2 separate regions of the Mustela erminea genome follow, and region 1 is linked to region 2. Evidence: chromatin contacts called from public Hi-C data. All regions are on one chromosome and are shown on one strand. The core of a region is the stretch at or near the end of the contact, and the rest is flanking DNA. Distances in the headings are between cores, read along the strand shown.

Region 1 (6,095 bases), core at 2,774-5,273, 150 kb before region 2:
CTGAATGGATGATAAATGTGAAGGACCTTGTATGCCTTGAAGGGGGGCGATGAGGACATGTTGCTTTTAAGAGGTAGATGGTCATTTCACTAAATGAGATGAAGAATAAACAAATTTGAAAAGACAGGGAAGAATAAAATGACATATGGACAAGTTTAATTACCTGCTACACCATCCAGATGGAAGTATGTGGTAAATGGATAGAAACACGGTCCATAAACTTAGGAGACAGGCATTTTTAGACCACTTTAGGTTTAGACATTCACCTGACTGAACTATTTTTTAACATTTAAAATAAAACCTTAAAAAAAATAGAATTTTTACCACAATAAACAATATATTAAAATTGACTTACAGAAATGACCAAACTATTTTTTAAACATGATTTAATTTTTTTTCACATTTCTTTAAATAAGAAGTTTTCTTCGGTAAATTTATCCAGACTACTAAATTTTCATTTTAGATCTTATTTTATATTTACATAATGGTTTCTACCTTCCTTTTAAAATGTATTAAGTATCTTTTAACTTACCATTCTCAAAAATATTCTGGGGAAATAATTATGAATTAAACATCCATAAATTCTTCTTCACTTCTGTTATAGTGTAGCAACTTATCGTCTAACCCATAGTGGTCTATCAACTGAGTAAGGCTGAGTTTCCTGTTCTCCGCAGACATGGCTGACTGCAACTCATAAAGCAACAGCTGGCTACAGCTTCTCCACTTCTGTATTAACAACTGTAACTGAGACAGGTCATTCTAAAAGAGGAAAAAAAAATAGGTCAATACCTAGCTAAGCATCTATTTTAACTTAATGAAAGTTTTTAAATTAGTAAATGCGTAGGTTTAAAGAGTAACACACTTGGTCAGGATTGAGACTTCTACCCAGGAAAAAGTAAGACGGTTTTAAGTAGAATGACTGCAATGACACTCAAATTGAGTTCTATGGCTATTTTGTTTGGTCCAACCTCTGGACCATCTTTACCCTCAGGGACAAATCAAATCAAGAAATAGGGCAAAACTATGTAGAGAAGAAACAATATAGATTAAAACATTATATTACATGTACTTTTTATATGTATTGTACATATGTATTATATGTAGTATTATAGCTATACTTTTAAAAAATGAAAATATTCAATTAATATAAATCAAAATATTCAACTTTGTATTTCCAACATCACTAACTATCTCATAAATCCCGGGTAGTTAGATTTAGAAAAATTCCAAAAATTCAAGACAGCATATCAGATCTAATATTCCACCATTTATACCACGCTGCTGGGGAAGGAGCCACTACATATACATGAATAACCCAGGTCAGGAAAGGTTATCTTCTCCCAAATGCCTAGATGAAATCTAAAAACCTACTTTGTATTTGTTGTTTTATCAAATCAAGTACCTGGAACATTTGAATAAGCTGGAAGAACACAGACTATTACTAAAAATATTTTTTATTGGGGTTCCTGGGTGGCCCAGTGGGTTAAAAGCCTCTGCCATCATTCAGCTCAGGTCATGATCCCAGGTTTCTGGGATTGAGCCCTGCATCCCGCTCTCTGCTCAGCAGGGAGCCTGCTTCCCCCTCTCTGCCTGCCTCTCTGCCTACTTGTGATCTCTGTCAAATAAATAATAAATAAAATCTTTAAAAAAAATTTTTTTTTATTGTACTTTGTGGTCTATTTTTAGCTTTTTTAATCATTCACTGGCAGCTGTCACTTTTGTTCTCACTGTACTTGATTCTATCATTTGATACTAATATTGCTACAGGCTGGAAACTAGAGAGAAAAACTTCAACTGCATATTAAATGAGAGCCGGGACTTTCTAAAGTTGTATCTGGTGTGTAGGAGCCTCTTCTACTCGAAATCTATGACTTACATTTGAGTTACAGTTGTTGGGAGCCAGGTTTCTCAATGTATGGCTTATTGCTTATGCTTAAATATTTTCTCTTTGAAATTACTTTCCTATCGCTTATTTAAAAATAAATATTAAGAAGTGGTTCTGAAATTATTCTCACCTTTGATCTATACATTTTGACCAGTTTTAGCCTCCGAAGAAGGTCTTCTTTCTCTTCAATCTGCTTCATCAATTTTGTTCTTTCTTCATTTAATCCCTGTTTGGGAAGTTCCTCATTCACAAAGTCACTCTGGAGATCACTGCATGACTCAGTATCAAGAGACTTAGATTCACACGCACTGATATTCTTGAAGGTATTTTTCAAATATGTACTTTCTTTGAATTCACCATCTTTGTGTTTAAAATTTTCCTGAAGTTCCAAACAGTTTTCTTCTGTTGAAGATGCTGGTTTCTCAGGAAAAGTCTGATCGTTTTCTTCATTCTCTACTTTAAGACGTTTTACCACATTGTAATGGGAATTAAATGAAGATCTAGTTTTCCTCAATCGTTCTCTAAGTGTTGCACTCATAGGCTGAAAAAAGCACAAAACATTAATCAAGAAAAACATTCCTGTGTAAACAAACCCACTAATAATAAAAACCTTGTATTTATTTGACAGAAGTGGTTGACACCACTAGATGGCTTTGTATCTCCACTTACCTGAAGTAACCGCCACAAAATGTAATTCCTGCAAGCCCTGTTAATTTCATTTTTGTTTTAGAAACGTCAGAACCCTTCTAAAACAGTGTTGAGACCCCTATCCTTGTCATCACAAATATCTGTTCAGCAACTAGCACATTCCTGACGCTAATGAATATTTCAGTTACAAATTAAGTAAAAGACCTAGATCCCTTCCACCAAAGACCTTCAGAATACTGCAGATTCAAACGTCCTCAATTTGGAATTTTGTAGTAACCTGATCGAAACGAAATGAAAATAACTGATTCAAGATGAAAATGGCGTGGGGGGGGTGGTGGAGTGGAGGGGGCGGGGATTATTTTAGGATAAAGACCTAAAATTATTTAATAGTTCGGTTATCTATTTACTGATCTACACATTATGTTAACTGACATTTTTTTGTAGAATTAAACCCACTACTGGCACAATATGTAGAAATACAGTAGCTCCAGCGAAAGAACTAAGTAAGATATTCTTACTTGTTTTCTTAAACTGCTTGTACGGGGAGATGGTGGGCTGGCGCAGGCCCGTGGAGTGCTAGGTAAAGTCACAGCTGAGTCGGACGGGCTTTCCATCTTGGAAATGAAATCTTCGCCTACCTCTAGGGAAAAAAAAAAAATCAGAATGTAAACAAAACTGATAAGGCGATATATTAAGTTTTTGTGAAAGAACTTTTTACTCTTGTACACATAACATCCACAAATACGCCAGCAACAACTTCACTTAGTTGTGATTCATTGTTGCTCTTTTTGCAGCTTCCCGTTTACTTTCCTAAGTAAGACTTGGTCCACGTGACTCCTGGTTTTTTCAGGACAAATAAGCATTTCACATAAACACTTGTTTTATCTATCAAAATATCCTCAAATCCGCCATTTGGGGGTAGCGAGAATAATTCTGTAATTCTTCGGGAATTCTTTAATTTCGTTACGCCGGCTTTATAATGAAATACAACTGAAATCTTGACTCGAAAAACATCATCAGACTTGTCACAGTACCTTAAACCCTACAAAGCTGTGTGACTAGCGCCAATGACCACTCAGGCCTGACGAACAAGGAACACAAGCGCAGATAAGCATACGCCCGTGTGTGTCGTTTAAGTGGCGAAGAGACCCTAGAAAAGAGTTGGCTTAAGCCGTCTTCCTCAAAGGCGTCCACTGTAATGGGGTATGAAGGGGAGCTGCTTCCTACCTCCCACCACTGCAGAACACCCACACTAGCCCTCCAGAGACCCCAGCTCACTCTCGCCCCCAGACCGCAGAAAGGGAGCGCTACTAGACTCCACCACAGACGTCCGAAGCAGCCCCACTCTCTCAGATATTCAGTCACTAACCGAGACTCCACCACCCTCCGCCATCCCCAGAGCACAGAACCTGCGCGCTGCCCCGGCGGGGCGGGACCGCGCGAGAGGCGGAAGAGACGCGCGATAGGCTGAATTGACCGACGCGCGCAGCTCCGCGGGGCTGGGCGCTCTAGAGCGGCGAGACGGCGCGCGCCCGCACGCGCGGCCTCCGGGGACCGCGAGGAGGCGGAGGCCAAGCGGGGTCACGCGAGGTCCGTAGAGACGCGTGATTGGCCCGGTGGACTGACGTTTTCCGCTCTGCTCCGCCCAAGGGCGGAGCACGGCGGAGTGTTAACGGCGCTGTCTGCGCGCGGCCGCGAGCCTCAGCCGCGTTGGGGGCGGGCCGGGGCAGAGTCACTGAACGCCAGACGGGTGGATTTTCAGTGCGCTGCGCTTCTCTTCGCGGCTTCCCCCCCACCTCCTCTTTCCAGGCCTTGCCTTCCTAGTTTTTGTGTGTGTGAACTACGCCTGGGCGTGCCCCTCCCCCTTCCCTAGGTTTTCCTGTCTTCGCTGCCGCCCCCTCCCCCCCGCCGTTAGTCTCTTGTCCTCACTCCCCACACGAAACCTCCGTCTTCACACCGGGCAGGACCCGAAGCCGCAGACCGGGCTCCGGGTTAAATGTAGGGCGCTAAACTCTCGTAAAGCAGAGACCGCAAAAGAGGGGAGCGCTGGCTTAGGCGGCCTGTTGAGAGAATCCGACATGTTAGAAATCGCTCCAAGAGGCCCGGCGGATGGGTCGAGCTCTTCTCCAGTCACTGATGTGCAAACGGCGCTTCTCTCACAGGTTTTCTACTGCATCTACCCCCACATTTAGATTCTGTAGCTTGGCTTCAAGTCTGGTCAGATTTGGGTCCAACCCCTTTGGGCTACACAGGAAGCAGACCAATCACTGAATGAGATTGTGTTGGTCCTGAATTCAGATGTTTGTTTCTGTTTTTTCCAGAATCCTGATGTTGGAGGCAGATCTAGCCCTTGCTGAATACTGGGCAGCGCCTTCGTCGAAAATCGTCGTCCCGCGGGGCCTCTGCCGGATCTGTCGCCAGAGCGAACGTCTTGATGGGGAGGGGGCGGGGGGAGCTGAGTTCGAGCCCCGCCTTAGCTGTAGAGATTACTTTTAAATATAAAACGTTAAAAAAAAAAAAAAAAAAACACCTCGCTTCCTGGTAGCAATGTTCTGTTGCTGTGCAACAACAAAGTTAAATAAATCGGGTGGAGCATTGGGTTTGGGGAACGACAATTAGTAATTTCTGAGTCACCTGGAAGTTGGGAATTTTAAGGAGCTGGTGTTTAAAACCTAATGAATGGCTTTTTTTTTTTTTTCAGATTTTATTCCTTTATTTGACAGATAGTGATCACAAGTAGGCAGAGAGGCAGGCAGAGAGAGAGAGAGAGAGAGAGGAGGAAGCAGGCTGCCCCCAAGCAGAGAGCCTGATGCGGGGCTCGATCCCAGAACTCTGGGATCATGACCTGAGCGGAAGGCAGAGGCTTTAACCCACTAAGCCACCCAGACGACCTGAATGTCCATTTTAAACGTTGATACTGTCTCTTTGCAAAGAGCTAATAGCTTAGAGGTGCCAGGACCCTGAGGAATTAACTGAGCCCTAAGTAGTCAGATCCAGAGAAACTGAAGACAACCCCGTGCAGTGATTAAGGACCTAAACCTTGGAGGCGATTTGCCCAGGTTCGAATCCTGACACCATTATTTTATATGCTTTGTCAAGTAGTGTCTCTATGCCCGGGTTTCCTCATCTGTAAAAACAGGTATAATAATATCAACCTCCTAGGGATTGGAGGATTAAATGAGAATTCATGAGGGGCAAGGAAAACAGCAGTAGATATTTAGGACCCACTCCATAATTGTTATTTTATAAATGCTTCTATATTCACCATTCCTTAATTGATACAACAGTATGCATGGTAATTCTTTTATCCTTCTGCTTTATCTCCCCAAAAAAGGCCAGATTTTTTAAAGATGCTGTAATCCATAAAACCCCACACAATTTAAGCTGAAAGTAGCAGAAAACTTGGTGGCTCCATATATAATTAATATATATTCCCCTTCTAAATTTTAAAAAATTGAGTAAATTAACCTCAAGGAATTTACAAAATGAAAGAGAGAACTCACGATTTTCTTTTCTTTTCTTTTCTTTTTTTAAGATTTTATTTACCCACCTGAACGAACAC
Region 2 (6,203 bases), core at 2,370-4,869:
TGAAAAGACAAGTCACAAAATAAGGATATATTTAGTAAATGGTTAAAATTCAGAATACACTACAAATAAACAAGAAAAGGGCATCCAATAGGAACAAGAATTAAAAACTTGAACACAAAAGAGGAAATCCAAATTACCAATAAGCTTATAAAAAGAATTACTTAGTAGTCAAAGATGAATTAAAACCATAATGAAAAAGTCACATCAGATTGTCAAAAATTAAAAATTCTGACAATACCAAATGTGGAAAAAAAGATGCAAAGCAAGGAAATACTCATACACTCCTGGTGGGAATGTAAATTGATAGTTTGGTATCACTAGTGATATTAAAGTTACACTACTCTATAACCCAGCAATTCTCCTCCAGAGTTAACTCTTAGCAAAACTTATATATAAATACACCAGAACTTGTATAACAGCTAAAACTGGAAAGGAATGATATATCCATTAATAGTACAATGGTAAATAATGGTGATATAATCATAAAATGGAATCCATGCAAAATGGAAATAAACTACAACTGTAGGTGATAACGATGAACCTCACACGCGTATTTCACTATTTTTTGAAAAAAGGCACATGTCCATCAAGGGCCATAAAAAGAATCACTTTCATCCAGCACACAGGAATTCAGTTTCTATTCAAAACATGATTTTATGTCAATCCAAACATAAAAAACTGTGAGAGATACTACATATCTTCGTTAATAAGTCAAATAATACTACATTTAAAAGAGAAAATAAATTTAAAATAGTGAAGATTTTTCAGGCAAGAAGGTAACTGTTACAGTTGTATAGTGCTGAACGGAGTCGAAGGAATACAACTGTATGACAGAAAAATGTTTCAAATAAACTAAATATGTAAATGAGATGATTGCCTGTTCACCATTGATCTTTGTAACAATTACTATTATTTATGAGCAAACGAAAGAATCAGTTTTAGAAACAGTTTTCTACTACATACTACTACATACAATATCAAGGTTTGCTAGCTTGTTCCTCCACAAAAAGGAAGTTTATAAATTTAAAATTTGTAGAGATCTTGGAAAACAAAAAAACTTTTAGGAAAAAGGCAAAACAGGCCATGTAAGCTTAAATTTTAAATTTTCTTTAAAAAAAAAAAAACTCAGAGCCCATTCCCTGGAAGTACAGAATAGTGAAATGAAAAAGTAAAATGCAAAGAACACATACTCTTTAAATATCACCCTTAAATAGTAATCAAGCTCACAATTATTATCTTTAACACAATTTTGTAGTGTTCAACTACATGGGGTAAGTCTCTTATTTTTTCAGAAAATTTTCAATTGATGTTTCACTATAGGAAGATATGTTACATTTTGCAGAAAGTGTCATTAAAAATGAAATCCCCACAATCTGCCTGTGCCATGGGAAAACAAGAAAATGGTTTACTATCTTTGTAGGCTCCTTTTCCTGTCTCATCCCATATTTTACTTTTGAGCTCTAAATGTAATTAACAGTAATTCCTACCACTCGCTGAGCCCTTCCACATGCCTTATCTTTATTCCTTTAATTCTCACACACTGACAAGCAAGTCTTACTGATGAGAAAAATTAGTATTTAAAAATAAGGAATTTGTCCAAGGTCACAGGCTGCTATTGAGAGAGCCTACATATATGGTCCAACTCCAGAGCCAGTGTAGCCAATACTACACTGTTTCTATTTGATAAAACATTTATACCATGAAAACTGCCCATAATCACCTAGCGCATTCTAACTACTGGATTCCATATGCCCTGAGGATTTATTTTTACCTTTCTTAGATAACTGCGTATTCACAGTATGATAGTTCGTGAAGGAATCTAAACAAATGTTTAGGAAAATGCAGAATTTTCCAGCTAAGAAAATGAAGACCCACAGAAGTTGTGTTCTGTTCAAGACCACAAAGCTTGTTTGTGACAGACGGCACTAAAAGACAATTCTTGACTCCCAAAAGTGATCTTCCCACAGCACTAAAAGCTCTTCCTGTCTTACTTACACTATACTGTAAGATCTTGCTGCAACCCATACTCTACCCTCCACACAAACAGTGAAGTTTATTTTGCCAACGTTGACAGCATAGGATAGCTTCAATACCATTCACATGCAGGTAACAAACGTTCTTTCAATCCAACAGATACAGAGATGCACCATGTGCTCAGGCAATACAGGAATATCACACAAATGTGTATCATAATTCTGGGCCCTAGTTTTATCATTAACTACAATATGTAACAAGTGCTATAGTAGCCATGTGACAACATGTTTTGAAAGCACACAGAGAGGAGTAGCTATTCCAGCTTAAGTGAAAAAATAAGGACTGGGAGCTGTGACAGGCATTTGAGGCAGGGCAAAGGCAGAAGTGTGATGATACTTAGGAGAAAAATGTTATCATTTCCACCAATGGACATTAAGTAAAAAACAACAGTAAGTACAGGGTCAGAAGATGAGAGTTCAAATCTAGACTGTGACTTAGGTGACTTTAAAAATTTTCTGAGTCTCAGGGTCTGGGGGTGGGGGGCCGAATTACGTGAAAGTGACTTAAAAACTGCAAAACCCTGTATAAAAGTAAGTTATTTATGTTTTCACTTCTAGGCAACCCTGTGGGTCCTTCCTCCTGAACTGAGTCTCATAAAAACCTCACCCTTCAGGATGAAAATATTCCAATGACATCATTCATACACTGCTTATGAAATAACAAACAGTTAACACTAATCCTTCACGTTGAGACATCAAAACTCAACTGAAATAAACATACATAAAAATATGTCTGCATATATGGGTATTTTTAAAAATTTCTTAAGCACTAGTATTGACTTCTAGTCAAGGACTGCTGTAATTATATTTAGAAACTAGTACCAGATGCAGGTTTTCTTCTGGAAAATTTCTATCAGAAATTCCACTCCGTTTTAGAGCATGCTGTCAAGCAACCAACTGAAGAAGAGCCTGCAAGCAGCAGTCACTCTGCTCTCATCCAAGAAGACGGGTGTGTATTAGCCATAGATAAAACCAAATACATGCGTCTGGACCCTAAAAGGGGACTGCTTTAGTCCAAGCATCCCATAAGTGAATGCGAACAGCTATAGACCAATAAAAATCCACTGAAAAGCAAACCGAGTTTCTGATTTTAAAAACCAGACCCCTCCTTTAAACTAACGAACCCCGTCGTTTCCTTTAAAGTTTGACAGAGGAGACTCTATAACCCTGCCTCCTTTTAGCTATTAGTCTCAACTACAAAACAGGCCCCATTTTGTTCAACCTTACACCCTCCGGTCTTAGCTACTCCTTGGATGAGAACCTCAATAAAGTTCTACTGTACCTTTACGAAGTCAAAAGAAGGGGCAAGAGACGGGAAACGGACCAGGGGAGCGAGAAATCCTCGTGCCACTCCGGACCAGGGGCAGTTTTATCTTAACAAGTGCAACTTCCCGTTTTCTCCTTCTTACCTTGTACACTTTTCCAAAGGCTCCGTCCCCCAGTTCTCCTATGATTTCCCAAAACTCCTCGGGGTTCAGATCCCTCTTCACATGTTCGTATTGCTTCTTCTTCTTCTCGCTCCCCAACTTGAAGATCTTACGGAAATTGAAGAAGGACATTTTTCCTCCTGGCAGAGTTCCTTGCACTTAAGGACTAAAGGCAACAATAAAAGGCAAAGTTTCTCCTCCCTCTTCTCCGCGCGAGCCCGGCGGGCGGGCGGAGACCGCGGGCGCGGGCTTTCCCGGCTCCCGCCGCTCCGGCCGGGCCGGGCCCCGGGAGGGCGGGGCGCGACGCGGGCTCCGGCCCTCGGGGCGAGGACGCGGGGGGGCCTTTGCGGGCTGCACGGGCGGCCCCTCCGCCGAGCCCGGCCCGCGTGCCGTGCGGGTGGGCGCCGGGCGCCCGGCCGGCCCTCAGGGGGCGGCACCTGCCCGGACGCTAGTCCCCACCCGGGCCGGCCCGACGGGTTCGAGCGGTCCGGACGTCCGCGGTCGCCGCGGCTTAGGCCCGTGTCACGGCGAGTCTCCTGGGGCGGCGACCACTCCGCGCGACGGACGCGGCCGGCGGCCCCCGAGCCGGGCAGTCGACAGGCCGAGTTCACCCGCCTCGGGCCACTAGCCCAGGGTCGCCTCCGCAACCGTCTGCTCCCGCGGCGCGAGGCCCGCGCGTCCCTTCGGCTCTGAGGCGCCGCCGCCGCCTCGCTCGCTCCCCAGCCCACACAGCCTCGTCCTGGAACGCGCGCAGACGCCGACGCCGCAACGCGCCCGCGCTCCCTCGGCCGCGCGCCCCGCTCTCCGCGCGCTCGCGCGGGGGCGTCCCCTCTGGCCCCGCGCACGCGCGTTGAGCTCTGCCTTGTGGCTGCCGGGAGGGGCTTGCGGGCCGCCTGGAGGGGCGTGGAGTATGGGCGCCGGGACTCCGAGCCCCTTGACGGTCGCTACAGGTTTGCCCTCCAAGCTCCAAATCTTTGTCAGCCCACCGCTCTGGTGGCTTTGCCGGGTGGACACGACCCTGTTGGTTGCGCTAGCCGATGTTGCCTCCGTTGTGGATCTGGAAAATTTATGTAAAGAGTGAAAGGGGAGCTGATGTTTGGGGCCCGAAGGTGGAACTTTTCCTCTCTAAGGGGTGCCAGAGTATTGTGAGAAGGGAGTCTGTTTTGTGGCTGGGAGCTTGGGAGCCAGAGCTTGCCAGCTCTGTGACCTTGGGCGGGTAACCTCTCCAAGCTTTAGTTTCTTCATGGTGAAATGCAGACCCGGGAGAGTTGTGGCGAAGAATAAATGAGGCAATAGATCTAAGCCCTTAACATGCTGCCTGCACAGGCAAATGTTGTTTTCGTTCTTGCTGTTGTACAAGTGTGCCGGTAAGAGAGGCATTGATACATAAATACAGCTTAAGCTCACTTCTCAAGTGATGACCGCGACACTCCCTGGAGGGTCATGCACCTTCTCCTATCCACTTCCACAGTCGTAACCCTGGTGCTACCCTTCGTGACTCCATCTGAACCACTGACTAAGAACTTCACTTCTTGACCTGGCTCCGGCCCCCTTGGGCAGCCTGAGTGGAAGACACCTAGGGCCCTGATGTGGGCGTTGGCTCGAGTAAGCGGCTGGTGACCTGCCTTCCCCTCCTCCCACAGACGAGAGCTCTTTCAGGCCAGTGATTTGTTGCTCATCTTGGTATCCAAGAACCTGGCAACCTTCCTGACATATAATGGCAAGGCAGATCCCTGGAAGGAAGGAAGGAAGGAAGGAAGGTAGGTTGGTTATTAGAGAAAATGTTGTGTTACTATCTATATAACACCCCCCGCAACCATTTTGCCCTCCAGCCCCAAAATGGCACAATAAACTCCTCTTTCAGTAAGGTTATGATGATTGTGGATTTTATTTTTTTAAGATTTTATTCATCTATTTGACAGAGAGGGAGAGAGAGATCACAAGTAGGCAGAGAGGCAGGCAGAGAGGCAGAGCGGGCAGGGGAAGCAGGCTCCCGGCTGAGCAGAGAGCCCGATGTGGGGGCTCGATCCCAAGATCCTGAGACCATGACCTGGGCGGAGGGCAGAGGCTTAACCCACTGAGCCACCCAGGTGCCCCTGATTTTATTTTCAAGATCCCCTTGTCTTTCAGATAGTTTTATTGAGGTATAATTGTTATGCAATAAGTTGCACGTATTTTAAATAAACATTTTAATGTTTTGAAAAATGTATACACCTGTGAAAACAATACCATAACCCATTCTAATTAGTGTCATTTATGTAGGTGGCACTACATGTAAAGGTAACATACTCATTATGGAAAATTAAGAAATGCGCAAGGAATAAAAAGTACTGTAATTCTACCATCCAGAGATAACCATTGGTAAGATACATACAGTATTTCCAAACAGAATTTTTTGGCTGTGCATTAACTTTTTTTTTTAACTGGGATAAAATTGTATTGCATATAAGAGTTTACATCCTGTACTTTTCATATTCCAGTATTATTAGTAATTATTTTCTTCCATCATGAGATATTTAGATTACTTAGAACTTTTCTCTGTTTTAGATAAAACACTGATAAATACTTTTGTTCACAAATACTTTTCCACATATTTGATTATTTCCTTGGGATAAATTGCCAGAAGTAGATTTGGGTCAAAGGGTATAAACCTGTTTCCTTTTTTTTTTTTTTTTTTTTTTTTGTTCTTTTAAAAACGGAAAACCCTTTACTGTTTTCTCAAATTAAAAGAGAGCAAGCATAT

The links. Hi-C and Micro-C count contacts between places; a contact is called where the count stands out from the background.
Region 1: a contact with region 2 is called in a Hi-C map of spleen, with 5 times the contacts expected there. The contact joins the promoter of SFR1 here to the promoter of SLK in region 2. A contact is called at or near these places in 2 of 3 Hi-C or Micro-C datasets (skeletal muscle and spleen).

The regions. Positions count from the first base shown.
Region 1 is chr14:67,461,579-67,467,673 of mMusErm1.Pri, reverse strand. It overlaps SFR1 (swi5-dependent recombination DNA repair protein 1 homolog), which reads right to left and starts at 4,023. Exons shown (of 4, transcript XM_032313466.1): 1 at 3,943-4,023; 2 at 3,052-3,173; 3 at 2,016-2,426; 4 at 454-759. The coding sequence starts at 3,147. The coding sequence ends at 568.
Region 2 is chr14:67,313,305-67,319,507 of mMusErm1.Pri, reverse strand. SLK (STE20-like serine/threonine-protein kinase) reads right to left here and starts at 3,619. Exons shown (of 18, transcript XM_032311831.1): 1 at 3,443-3,619. The coding sequence starts at 3,592.